2 separate regions of the Cricetulus griseus genome follow, and region 2 is linked to region 1. Evidence: chromatin contacts called from public Hi-C data. All regions are on one chromosome and are shown on one strand. The core of a region is the stretch at or near the end of the contact, and the rest is flanking DNA. Distances in the headings are between cores, read along the strand shown. Region 1 has its middle 42 kb from the start of Ube2v1. Region 2 holds the start of Ube2v1 (ubiquitin-conjugating enzyme E2 variant 1).

Evidence for each region. Hi-C and Micro-C count contacts between places; a contact is called where the count stands out from the background.
Region 2: a contact with region 1 is called in a Hi-C map of the CHO-K1 cell line, with 4 times the contacts expected there. The contact joins the promoter of Ube2v1 here to the enhancer-like site in region 1. A contact is called at or near these places in 6 of 8 Hi-C or Micro-C datasets (the CHK-Q cell line, the CHL-YN cell line, the CHO-K1 cell line and 2 more).

Annotation. Positions count from the first base shown.
Region 1 is chr6:11,735,804-11,742,523 of CriGri-PICRH-1.0, forward strand. No RefSeq gene overlaps it. Among named protein-coding and RNA genes, the nearest start is that of Ube2v1, 42 kb to the right of the region's middle. Within about 2 kb of position 4,593, at least 2 of the 6 cell types and tissues checked have open chromatin away from gene starts, as enhancers often do. A contact at or near this core is called in the CHO-K1 cell line, where this site is marked.
Region 2 is chr6:11,776,578-11,783,297 of CriGri-PICRH-1.0, forward strand. Ube2v1 (ubiquitin-conjugating enzyme E2 variant 1) reads left to right here and starts at 4,549. Exons shown (of 4, transcript XM_027423344.2): 1 at 4,549-4,693. The coding sequence starts at 4,672.

The sequences.
Region 1 (6,720 bases), core at 3,343-5,842:
CTATTTTACCTTAGCTTTAGTATTTATTGTTGTGGGGTAGTGGTGGCTGTTGACAGGGTTGTCTGACCCAGGCTACCCCCAACCTCGTCACTAGCTGAGGGTGACCTTCAATGCCTTCTGGCCCCCACCTCTCCCTTGCTGGGGTGACAGAGGAGCATTACCACAGTTGTGGGGCTGGAACCCAGGGTTGCACTTTACCAACGGAACCACATCCCCAGCCCCATTTCACCATGATTGTTAAACCCTAGGGAAAAAGAGATGGTGTTTTCTTAGGTTCACAGAGCCTAAGGTGACTCAGCAGAGGCCCCACCCTCCCCAGACCAGGACCTTCCGGGACAGTTCTGTAGATAAAGCTGGTACCCAGCCTAGTGCCACCCCTGAGGCTAACATAATATTTCTCTCTCTCTCTCTCTCTCTCTCTCTCTCTCTCGCTCTCGCTCTCGCTCTCGCTCTCGCTCTCTCTCGCTCGCTCGCTCTCTTTCTCTCTGTCTCCTGCCAGTTTAGACAGCTGACAGCTGCCCAGGGCTCCCAGGAGACTCTCCCCCAGCTGCTGTCAAAGCAGAACAGTTGTTTTGTATTGTTCTGAGATCCTGATATGGGGGGGGGGGCGGTGTGCACCAGGAGCAGAATGGCCGAATCATCGGGCACTGGTTGATCACTTTTTCTCTAGGAAAAAATTAAACTCCTGTGTGATCCGTGAGCTCCAGAACAAGAGGGGGCGTCCTTGGGGACATGCAGCCCCATTTCCTTACCTCATGATTTTCTATTATGGGAGCAGGGGGAGGGGGATGAGTGTGGCATCAGGGACAAGTTTTGTGAGTTGGCTCCTTCCACTGCGGTTCAATCAATGCAATTAGAATAGGGGGTGAAGAGGACTTGCTGCCAAGGTTCAACTTCCTGGTTTGAAAACCAGATGATGGGGGCCATAGAGAGGAATCGTCAATGACATCCAGTGTCTGTGAGGCCAGGGCCACTAAAGCAGCCTGCAGAGCATGTAATAGCATGGGACACTCGCCAGCCCAAACACCAAGAGTGTCAAGGTCCCCATGAAACTGGGACCAGCTGGGCATTGTGGTGCAGGCCTATCACCCCTGTACAGGGAAGGCAAGAAGCAAGAGGATTGCCACCCCTCCCACAAGTCTGAGGGTGGTACAGAGAAAGAAGCCTTTGAGACAGCTCCTTGGTCAAGCTGCTGGCTGCTAAGCCTGAGGACCTATGTTTGATCCCCATGACCAAATGGTAGAATGAGAGAGCCAGCTCAGCTCCCAAGAGCCCACCGACTCCAGGCAAGTTGTCCTCAGACATTAATAAATGTAAGAAAATTTTAAAAAGAGCCTGGCGGTGGTGGTGCACACCTTTAATCCCAGCGCTCTGGAGGCAGAGGCAGGCAGATCTCTGTGAGTTGAGGCCAGCCTGGCCTACAGAACGAGTTCCAGGACAGCCAGTGCTACACAGAGAAACCCTGTCTCAAAAAGCAAAAAAAAAAAAAGAAGAAGAAAGAAAGGAAAATCTTAAAAAGAAAGGAGGGGAGAGGTAGGGAAGGGACAAGAAAGGAAACACACAGTTCCAGGGACCAATAGTCAGGGTGGCCCCTGTGGTTCCAGCAGCCAGCTCCTCCCTCAGCAGCTCAGTGCCTCTGGGCTGAGACCTGTCAGCCCCCAGCTCCCTGCAGGGCCCATGGGTCAAAGGGCACCCTCAACTGCACAGCCTCAGCCAAGGAGAAATAAGGAGCAGTTCCGGGAAGCTCCTGGACTGTTTGACTTGCCTGGGTCAACAAAGGGAGGCGGTACGTCTATGAGACAGCTCAGTGGGGATCAGAAGCTGCTGGCCAGGAGCAGGAGTAGGGATGGGTCAGCCACCCAGACAGGCGCCACATAGAGACCTGAGAGCCTTAGCCATCCGATCGCCCCCTTGGCCTCCGGAGGTGAAGCAGGAGATGCCCAGTGCTAGGATCACAGGTGTGCACCGCCTCACCTGGTCTCTGTGGTACCTGGGACCAAATCCAGGGCTTGGTGCGTATCAGGCAAGGAGTCTATCCACTGAACCTCATCCCCAGTCCTGGGCTAGCAGGTCCTGCTGAGACCTTCACATCCCAGGACCCTGAAGTTCACTGTGATTGAACCGTCTCAAGTCACGTAGTCACCTCTGACCCAATCCCTGTGATGTTCCTTAGCTTATACTAAGGGAGGGGCAATCCCATGCTATTCATAAGCTGTGAAAGAGCAAGAAAGATGCTTCTGAATTACTTCCGGGGACCATTTCCACCAAGGAGGATGTCTCAGTCAGTTTCCATTGCTGTGATAAACAGCATGAGCAGAAATGCTTGCAGAAGGAAGGGTTGATTTTGGCTTACAACTCTCAGTCACACTCCATCACTGAGGGAAGCCAGGGCAGGAACTCAAGGCAAGAACCTGGAGACAGGAACTGAAGCAAAAGCCATCGAGGAACATTTACTGGCTTGCTACCCGAGGCTTGCTCAAGCTGTTTTTTTTTGGGGGGGGTTGTCTGGTTTTTTTAATATACTCAGGACCACCTGCTCAGAGGGTACCACCCACAGTAAACTGGACCTTCCACAATAACCATTGGTCAAGGAAATGTCCCTACAGACTGGTCTTTGTAGACTAGGCTGTCCTCGAACTCACAGAGATCCGCATGCCTCTGTCTCCCGAGTGCTGGGATTAAAGGTGTGCACCACCAACGCCCAGCCCCCACCCCTCTTTTCTTGAGACAGGGTTTCTCTATGTAACTGCTGTGCTGTCCTGGAACTAGCTCTATAGATCAGGCTGGCCTCAAACTCACAGAGATCCACCTGCCTCTGCCTCCCGAGTGCTGGGATTAAAGGTGTGCGCTGCCACCATCTGGCCGAGGTTCACTCTTTCCAGATAACTCTAACTTGTGTCAAGTTGACTAAAGAACTAGCCAGGACAGAGAGGGAATAGAGGTGGCAGCCCCTGCAGACATAAGACATATTGCAGTAAATGCTGAGAAACAGGAGGCTGCCGAGGTCCAGGCAAGCAGCACTGCCACACACACCCCGTCCATCAGGCTCACTGTGGCACGTTCGCATGCACAGAGAGACACATAACACACAAGTAAATTATTGTTGTTTTTTAGATTTTATTTATTATGTATACAGTCACGTGTCTGCAGGCCAGCAGAGGGCACCAGATCTCATTCAAGGTGGTTGTGAGCCACCTTGCTGTTCCCAGGAATTGAACTCAGGACCTCTGGAAGAGCAGTCAGTGCTCTTAACCTCTGAACCATCTCTCCAGCCCCACACAAGTAAATTATTAATGTTGGAAAAGAACTCTGATATCCTGTCATTGTACATTGGTCCAGGTCTCCCCAGGGAGGAATGCTGGGTGCCCTGGTGTCAGCAGGGGCCTCTGGCTGTTAACAGTGTCCCTGTAGGCTTATCAAGTGTGACACATGTCACCCTAGCAGTGGGGGTAAAGACAACATGCTGTGTGTGTGTGTGTGTGTGTGTGTGTGTGTGTGTGTGTGTGTGTGTGTGTGTGTGTGTGTGTGTGTGTGTGTGTGTGTGTGTGTGTGTGTGTGTGTGTGTGTGTGTGTGTGTGTGTGTGTGTGTGTGTGTGTGTGTGTGTGTGTGTGTGTGTGGTGTGTGTGTGTGTGTGTGTATGTGTGTGTGTGTGTGTGTGTGTGTGTGTGTGTGTGTGTGTGTGTTGGGAGGACCTGCAGGGTATCTTGGGACTTTGTCTCAATTGTGCCATGAATTTAAAACTGCTCAATAAACATAAAGTCTGGGGCTGGTGAGATGGCTTGGTAGGTAAAGGGGCTTGCTGCCAAGCCTGTCCACCTGAGTTTGATCCCCAGAACCATGTGATGGAAGGAGATTCAACTCTTCTGAGATGCCCTCTTACCACCACATGCCATGATTTATACCAGTACACACACATATGACACACACATACACACATGAACATACGCTCACGAGCACATGTGCACACACACATGCACACACACACATGTACATGTTCACTGAATGTTAGAAGTATCTTTTAAAAGTGGGAAGTAGGGGCTGGAGAGATGGCTCGGTGCTTAAGAGCACTGACTGCTCTTCCAGAGGACCTGGCTTCAATTCCCAGCACATACATGGCAGCTCACAACTGTCTCTAACTCCAGTTCCAGAGGGCCTGACGCCCTCACACAGACATACATTCAGTAAAAACACAAATCCACATAAAGCAAAAATACGGAATTTTTTAAAAGTGGGAGGTATCCAGAGGTAGGAGAGAGGGTCGTCGAGGCCTTGAATGCCAGGGGAGAGTGTGGGTCTGTAGGTCACGTGTTGAGAGGAGCCCATGGTGCCTCTGCAGCTGGACAACCTTCCCCACAAGGCTCCTTGGCTAAGTCCAGATTCCCGTGTGTGGCACCAAACTCATCCATGGTTGTTACCCCACCTCTCAGTGTGCCGCCTGAGGAGCTGTGTCTCGACATTTCACAGAAGGAAAGCAGAAATCCAGTCTCGTGCCCAGAGACACCTGCTTCAAGATGCCAAGCCTCCAGAGCGGCGCCTGCCAGCCTCCCTACCCCTGGCCTTTGCTCTCACAGTGCGTGTTTCTACCAGAGCTAGTCATGTGTTATTAAACTGACACAGCCCTGAGTCACTGGGAAAGGAGAGTGAAATTTCTACTATGGTCCTGCTTGACCTCTAGGATGTGACCTGGAATTACAAGATCAATAAACCCTTTCTTGCCCAGATTGCATTTGGCATGGTGTTTTATCACAGCAACAGATACCAATTAGAGCAAGCAGGGTGTTGCTGTGATGGACCTGACCATGTGGTTTTGGAGAGAACTGTGGAAAGATGTCCTAGGTTTGCTCTGGAAATGCCATTGAGCATTCAGCATTTATTGAGCTGTTCTGTGGCAGTCTGGAAGAATGCTGGAGCAATTGCAGACAGTGGAGGCGGGGCTTGTGAAAGTTCAGGAAACGTGAGAGTCAAGGACTGTCAGGACCACACCTTTATGCCTGAATTAAGACTCTGTGGGAGTGAAACAGTTGCTTCACTGGGATAATGGATGCTGGTCAGATGCAGCATGAAATCAGCAGTGATTAAGAAGAGGCCAGATGGCTCAGTGTTTAAGAACACTAGCTATTCTTTCAGAGGTCCTGAGTTCAATTCCCAGCAACCACATGGCAGCTCCCAACCATCCATAATGAGATCTGGTACCCTCTTCTGGCATGGAGGGATATATGCAGAACCCTGTATATAGACTGAGAGAGAGAGAGAGAGAGAGAGAGAGAGAGAGAGAGAGAGAGAGAGAAGCAGCATTGAGGTGAAATCTTCTGGGAAGTGTCGCCCCAGAGCAAGCTGCATCTCAAGATGACAGCTAATGTGTCAGGGTCTCCCATGTGTGCTGCTTTTAAAGGCACGACCAAGTCATGGAGAGCTCCTGGGGCTTCACACTAAGTGGCCAGACTAGATTATCACAGAGGAGAGGCCAGGAGGCCACTGGTAAAAGTGATCCCACTCAGTTGCAAAGGGAACCCCGGGATTGAAGGGGTCATGAAGAAAAGCTCAGGTTCTTCTTCATGAAGAAAAGCTCAGGTTTGGCACCATGTAGTGGGGGAGGGGTCCCTGGAGATGGGTACAGAGGCCATTAGTATCAACAAAGCCACAGTGAAGATCCCAGGATATTAGAGTTGCCAGGACTGTGGAACAACCCAGACAGAGGCAGGTGTGGAGTGAGCTGACCCAAACCTGGGAGACAAAGTGTGTGCTATGGTTGGGAAAACCAAAGAAGTAAAAGGTCCGAGTCTTCAGAGCACCTTCAGAAGATCATGAATGAGCTCCTGATGACAGACACTGAGCTGCAGAACTTGAATTTACACTGTTGTCATTTGGTTTTGCTTTGATCTGATTGATCCTATGGCCTGATTCTTTGAGATAAGAAAATAGGTAATCTAGCCAGGCAGTGGTGGCACATACCTTTAATCCCAGCACTTGGGAGACAGAGGCAGGTGGATCTCTGTGAGTTTGAGGCCAGCCTGGTCTACAGAGTGAGTTCCAGGACAGCCAGGGCTGTTACACAGAGAAACCCTGTCGAAGAAGAAAAGGAGAAGGAGAAGTAAAAGGTAAAGGAGAAAAGAAGAAAACAAAGAAATGAAGAAAGAAAGAAAAAATACATAAGAGGCTTTGGGATTTTAAAGACACATCAGATTTTTAAAGTGTTGAAATGTTTTATCTAATATTTCTATTGAGAATTTCATACAATGTTGTTTGTTTTTGAGACAGGCTCTCACTGTGTAGCTCTGACTGGCCTTGAACTTGCTATATAGACCAGGCTGGCTTCAAACTCACAGAGATCAATCTGCCTCTGCCTCCCAGGTGCTGGAGTTATGCCTGTCTGCCTTTAAAGATGGAGTGTGACCTGGAAATCCCAGGTTACTTTTGGTCATGGTATTTTTGTTTTTGTTTTTGTTTTTTTGAGATAGGGTCTCTCTGTGTAGCTCTGGATGTCCTGGATCTGTAGACCAGGCTGGCTTTGAACTCACAGAGATCCACTAGCCTCTGCCTCCAGAGTGATGGAATTGTGTTGGGATTAAAGGTGTGCGACCACCGTACAGCCCTGATCACCGTGTTTTATCACAGCAACAGAAAAGCAAACCAGGACACCAGACCTCCCCTCCTGTCTTTGCTCTTCTGTAGTCACCACAACCCTGAGTCATTCTGCCCAAAGGTTCTTTCTGTCCTGA
Region 2 (6,720 bases), core at 3,299-5,798, 41 kb after region 1:
AGGAGACAGATCCGTGGAGCTTGCAGAAGTCTTGTGGAGAGCTCCAGGGTTGGGATGATTAGCTTTTGTGCAACCGCGCGCATGCGCGCGCGTACACACACACACACACACACACACACACACACACACACACACACACACACACACACACACACACACACGGACACACACAATAAATTAATAAACACAAGGGGCTGGAGAGATGGTTCAGTGTCTCCAGCACCTACATGGCAGCTCAAAACCGTTCGTAAGTCCAGTTTCAGGAGATCCGATGCCGTCTCCTAACTTCCATAAGGCACGTGGTACACAGACATACGCAGAAAAAAACACCCATACACATAAAAAAATTAAACTTTTTAAGATTTAAAAACATGTCCGGGCGTTGGTGGCACACGCCTTTAATCCCAGCACTCGGGAGGCAGAGGCAGGCGGATCTCTGTGAGTTAGAGGCCAGCCTGGTCTCCAGAGTGAGTGCCAGGATAGGCTCCAAAGCTACACAAAGAAACCCTGTCTCGAAAAACAAACAAACAAACAAACAAAAGATTTAAAAACTTGTAGTGGGGCTGAAGAGATGGCTCAGAGGTTAAGAGCACTGACTGCTCTTCCAGAGGTCCTGAGTTCAATTCCCAGCACCCACAAGGTGGCTCACAACCATCTATAATGCTCTTCCGGAATGCAGGCAGAACATTGTATACAAAATAAATAAAATCTTAAAAAAAAAAAACAAAAAAACATTTAGAGTTGATTTTACTCTTCGATGACCCAGGAAAAACTGTCTAACTGTTCCGGGCCTCAGGGCCTTTGTCTGACAAATGTACAGCCAGTAAGCATTACTTTTGGAGCTTCTTTGCTAGGGTCATCGAGGATTAAATAACTAACACTTGGATAGCACTTGTCTAAATTCGGTAGTTAGCAACTTTAATCTTCCCACCAATCGGATAAAAAGGATTCTCTCTTGCCCATCAGCTGAGCTCAAATGAGGAGTGTGGGTGATTGGCAGGAGGAATCCTGCTCTGGTTACTCGCTGTGACGCCAGAAAGGGGCGGAGTCTCCCCGAGGGAATGCGTGCCATGAGTACTACAACTCCCACAGGCCACCGTTGAACTACAATAACCAGCATGCCCCGGGGCATCTAGTTTAACCTCTTCCTCTTGCGTTGTTCTTCTCGTGGGAATTTGCATGATCACTTTTGCTTGCAGGATGTGTATGCTGGCAGAGGATTTGTGAGCGTAGGGAATAAGGGGCTGAGTTTTAGCCGTCGGTCCACGGACTGGTTCTGAGTCCCCGTTTTCTCATCTTTGTTTTTCTCTCCTGAAACAGGATCCTCTGCAGCCCTGGCCGGCTGGCCTGGAACTTCCTATTGAACCCTTATTTTAAAAGTTTTATTTTTTCGGTTTTCGTTTATGAATATTTGCTGTATGCATGTATGTGCATCGCATGCATGTCTGATGCCTAAGAATCCAGAAAAGGGCTCGGAGTTTCTGACAGTTGTCAGCTGCTGTGGGTGCTGGGAATGGAATCCGGGTACTCTGCAAGAGCAGCAAATACTCGGAACTGCTGAGCCACTTCTCCAGCCTTACTTTCCTGGTCTTTAAAATGGGACTATTCTTAGGAGTGCTTAATGAATGCCAGCTTTCCTGGTGTACCTTCATCCTCTCATGGTCAAGGCTAAAGCATGAAGGGTGACTCTGTATTCTCCTTTTCCGAGCAGGGAAGCAGATACTAGGTATTTCACGTCTCTGGGGTATTCCTTGTTTGAGACAGGGTCTCAACTGTGTAGCCCAAGCTGGCCTCAATTCTGGATCCTCCTGCCTCAACCTCCCTACTATTGGGATTATAGGGGTGTACCTGTGGTATTTTGACTCCACAGTAGTGGGTTTCTCCGCAGTAAGTCAGATCAAACCGAATTAATAAGACCAGGTTTAATCTGAGCAAAGCAACTCCTGAGTGATTCTCGGGGGAAGAAAGCAGGAGAGAAATCATGTGGCGGGTCTAGGAACTGAGTCTTGTTTTTTCTTTGTTTTTTGAGACAGGGTTTCTCTGTGGCTTTGGAGCCTATCCTGGAACTCGATCTGTAGACCAGGCTGGCCTCAAACTCCGAGATCCACCTGCCTCTGCCTCCTGGGTGCGTCCGGCATGAACCTGGCTTGGCGGGCTTTCGCAGGGTTCCCAGCTAAACAACATGTTGAGCTATCTTTACAAACCTTTTAGCAGAAGCCTCCCCAAAAAGGTAAACAGTGCAGACTCAAACCCAGAAACTCACTTCTGAAGCGAGTCAGCCCCAAGAGCTACACGCTCACTCTTGGTCCCAATGCTTTTCCATGGCCCTAAGTCTAGAGCAAACACCGTCTGTGCTTCCAAAGGCTGATTGGTGTCATGTGCTTTGTGAAGCACAGGCAAATTGCACTGCATGTAGCTGGGAAATTGAGCATTCTGAAAGTAAGTTCTAGCTGAGGTGCTCCAGCTGGAGAAGTCTGGGCAGTTTTTCCAAAGGGAGTGACACTAAGATTGGGAACAAAAGGAGGGATGGAATGCTCTGAAGAGAGGGAGGCCATGTGAGGTCCCAGCAGCCTTGAAAAGAGCCAATGCCACAGCAGGGAGGTGCTGCATGTTTCCAGCCTATGTAAGGTCAAGGCTAGAGTGAGGCTGGTGTGGTATTGTGAATGTAAACCTGGAGACACAGCTCAGTAAGTACAGCACTGGGACAGCAGGAAAGCCTCCTCCTAAAATACGAAGCCACAGATACCTCGTGAGCCCCAGCATAGGCCCAACCCTGGGAGCAGAGCCTTGTGCATTGTGTAGTCATTGTTGGGATAAAGCAGAAGGGAACCTTAGCAGATGCCATGTCGGGAAAGGTTGGCCCAGGCGGAAGGACAAACCAAACATGCCAGGCAGACAGAGCTTAAGTGAGAAGTTTTATTATAAAAGGATGGGGGAGATGAGAGACACAGAGACAGAGAGAGGACAGAAGAGAAGAGGGGACAGGAAAAATCCTGTCTGCCCCAGGAGAACAGCAGGAAAGAGAGCTTACATGAGCAGGGTTTTTTAAAGGGGTCCTTTGCACTTGAGTGCACACTACACAACCATGGAACCCTGGGCTGACCAGGGCACTGACTGAGCGCATTCTGTCAGGTGACAGGGGCAGGCCAGCATAATGCCTGAATCCTTACAGTCATCTTTCCCAGTTTGTCTAGAGACCTGGTTCCCTCTATTATGGAGAAATTGTAACAGACTCATTTTATTCTGGTGTACAAGTCTTCTGCACCGGATTATAATTCTGAGTTTACCACATACTCCGCGAGGTAATGCAATGTAGATGCTTAGTAAAAACCAAACAGGTGACAATGGGGCGCTCCGGTGAGGGCTCCCAGCTTCCTGTCCCTCTGTAGGCACTTAGCAGTGCGACCTGGAGCTGGCTACTTTACCTTTCTCAGTCTTGTTTTCCACAGCCACTTAGAGGTTTCCAAGGTGGCTTCGGGATGTGGTTTACAGTGTATGCGGATGTATGTCTGTAAGACCTTTGCATATTCAAGACTGTTGAAATGGAATCGCCAAAGGAGGCCTTTCCTAATTGTTCCCCTTTCCTATCCCAGGTAAAGAGTTCATTTATATTCACTTGTTCTCTGTCCGGCAAGGATGTAAACCCTGAGACAGACTCTTGCCTCTTTGGGGATGTTGTCATTTCCAGCACCTAGCCGCCCTCCTACATATAAATATCTGAATGAATGAATGTTTAGATCAAGAGTGAAAAGACGCAAAGGTAGGGGTGTGGCTCCCTTGATAGAGAGCTCGCATAGCAGGCACAAGGCCCTGGGTTCCACCAGCAACCCTTCTAAAACCAGGAGTAACACAGGCCTGCAACCCAAGCTTGTGAGAGGTGGAAGTAGTAGAATCAGAAATTCAAGGTCGTCCACCTCTATAGGGCGAACGCTAGGTCAGCAGGAGTCCCGGGACCCTGGGTCAAACAAACAAAACGATTTAAAAAAAAAAAAATGATCGGGCGTTGGGGGCGCACGCCTTTAATTCCAGCACCCCGGAGGCAGAGGCAGGTGGATCTCTGTGAGTTCGAGGCCAGCCTGGTCTAAAGAGGGAGTGCCAGATGAGGCTGCAAAGCAACACAGAGAAACCCTGTCTCGAAAAGCAAACAAACAAGCAAACAAAAGGCTGAATGCATGCTCAGGAAGGTTCTCAATCCCCTGGCAGCGCCGGGTCCCTTCAGGTAGCAGCAAAGCAGGAAACAAGATTGTAGTGGCCACAGTTTGACCTCTTCAGATACCCATAACAAAAATATCTGACTCAGCATCTGAATCGAACACCTCTCAGCTTCATTTCCACATTAATAATGAGCTGGAGGCAGCCAGAGGGGAAACCGCCCAAGAAAGGCATGGGGTTCCGCAGCCCTTCCTCCCCCGTTTGCTCTCCCAGCTCAGCGTGACCACCGGGGCCCTGGCACCGGGCGCCGGGCTGGGCGGGGCAACCTGCAAGTCCCGCCCTCGTGCTCGCTCACCCTAGACCCAGGCAAAGCCCTTCCCGCCCGGCTCGTGCGACCCCGAGCGGGCGTCAGCGGCACCGTCTGCGTCTGCGCCTACGCCTGCGCCTGCGCACCAGCGCCCGGGGAAGCTCAAGGGGGGGGTGAAGAAGGGGCCGGCCTTCGAGCGACAGCGACGCAAGATGGCAGCCACCACAGGCTCGGGTGAGCGGAGGCGCCGGGCGTGCTGGCGGACGGGGCGCGGGGCTGGCTGGGCTGGGCCCGGGGCTGGCGGAGGCCACGGTGGCCGGGCCGGGGCTCCGCGATCTCCTTGCGGCTGCTCTTGGCGGCGCGGCCGGGCCGGGACGAGCAGGCGGCGGCCGGAAGCCCGGGCGGGGGCAGCGGGGCCGTGGGCGGTGCGGCCAAGCCGGAGGTTCCGCGGGCGCCTCCGGGGGTGGGGGTGGGGGAGGCCGGCCGAGGGGCCGAGCGAGCCCGGGAACGCCCGGGCCAGGCCCCGCTGAGCCGGCCTGAGTGACGGGATCCGGGGATGCCTGGTGGGGGACGCGGGCGCAACCCCAGGGAGCCTCGCGGGCCGCAGGCGAGGCCACCCCAGGGCCCCGCGCGAATTTGGGGTCGGGGCTGCGAGAGGGGGAGTCTCCTGGTGGTCGCTTCCCGGGGAAATCGGGGCATCTGCACAGGGAGAGCCCGGGCGTCCGCAGCGGGAGCAGGCCTGGGCTGTGGGGACCACGGTTTGCCCAGATAGGTCTCGGAGGGCGCGCTGGGAACCGTGCGCGATGTGGGGTGGGCACGAGCAGGTGCCTCGGGAGCCCCGCCGGAGGTCAGGTGGGGCGTGTCATCGGTGGGGAGACTGGGACGGGGTGCAGTCCCCAAGATGTTTCTTTTGGAGAAGAAAATCCTCCTCTTCCTGCACCAGGCGGATGAAGGAAGTGCCTGTTTAGTTGGAGCCGGTCACTTCGAATAATTGGGAAAAATATATGGGTTCAACTCAAACTCCCCCTTATCTGGATGGGTGGGAGAGAAGAACACTGAAATGAGAACCCTTGGGTGACACGGAAGGCCTAGCAAGGGGGGGTGCTTTTAGGGGAGAAGCTCTGCCAGTCTCTTGTGGGCTAAGAGAAGCCTGCTGTGCCACCACCTGAGATAGGCCTGAGGGGGAAGCCGAAGGGTCTGTCTCGGGACAGACAACTTGCACTTGGTTGTCGCAGCATGGGGCTCTGGCGGTCTAGAGATGGGGTAGGCATTGGTGAAGGGGACCCCCCGGGGTGTCTAGCTCTTCCAGGGAAGGACTTTGGAGAGACTAGGTGCCCCCTGTTGATGAAGAGCTGCATCTTCTGGAGCCTGGTGATGGGGGTGGGCAAGGGGCAAGGATGGGCCGCCGGCCTGGGTACTGGCGTCTTGGAGCTGTGTGAGGCACCAACAGCAACAGGGTTAGGGAGGGTTGAAGGGAAGTTCCAGGGGAGTCATCTTTCCAGGATTATTGCTCTTGCCGTATTCCAAGAAGCCTTCCTTGTGTGTCTTAGGGACTCGAAGCAGAGAGGTTCTGCCTGCAGTGATCCACCACACACTACCTGGGGTCTCTGACAGAAGGCTGTGCACAATGCTGGGTCAGTTCATTCACCAGCACAGCCATGGGCACTCCTGGAGACCAAGGCTGAGTCAAGCCAGACTGGGGCGGGGTATGGACATCTCCCAGAGCAGTGTCCCTGCCAGACCTAGGAGTGCACTGCCTGGCAGCCAGTATTGGGGTGGCATTGCCACTCAGCTCAGCTTGTAGTTACTTGAGACCGTCTCACAATCTGGTTTGACAGCTACTTCTAACTCCTGAGACGCTGCCAGTGCTTCCTAAGTACAGAGGAGGGGAGATACAGCAGCAGCTGCTGATGTGTGCTGGAATCCCAGGGCTTGGCCTGGAATGTGGCTCAGCGCTAGAGTGTTCATCTAGCATATTGGAGGTCCTGGGCTCCATCCCTGGCACCACAGAATAAAGCAAGATCACCTAGCATGGCTAGATACCTTAGGGCAAGCTTTGAGGTACGGTGAGGGCTTCCCACAGATGATGACTGGGGCCTATTGTGTCCTATTGTGTGCAGCAAGCAAGATAGTTTCATTCAAACCAGACAGAAGACCTTTCAGGGTGTAAATAAAGTGACTCCAAAAAGCAGGAAGTGCTGTGAAGAAAATGGGGAGTCTGGAGAAGTGGGGCAGGACTCGATGCAGTCCCCCCCCTTCCC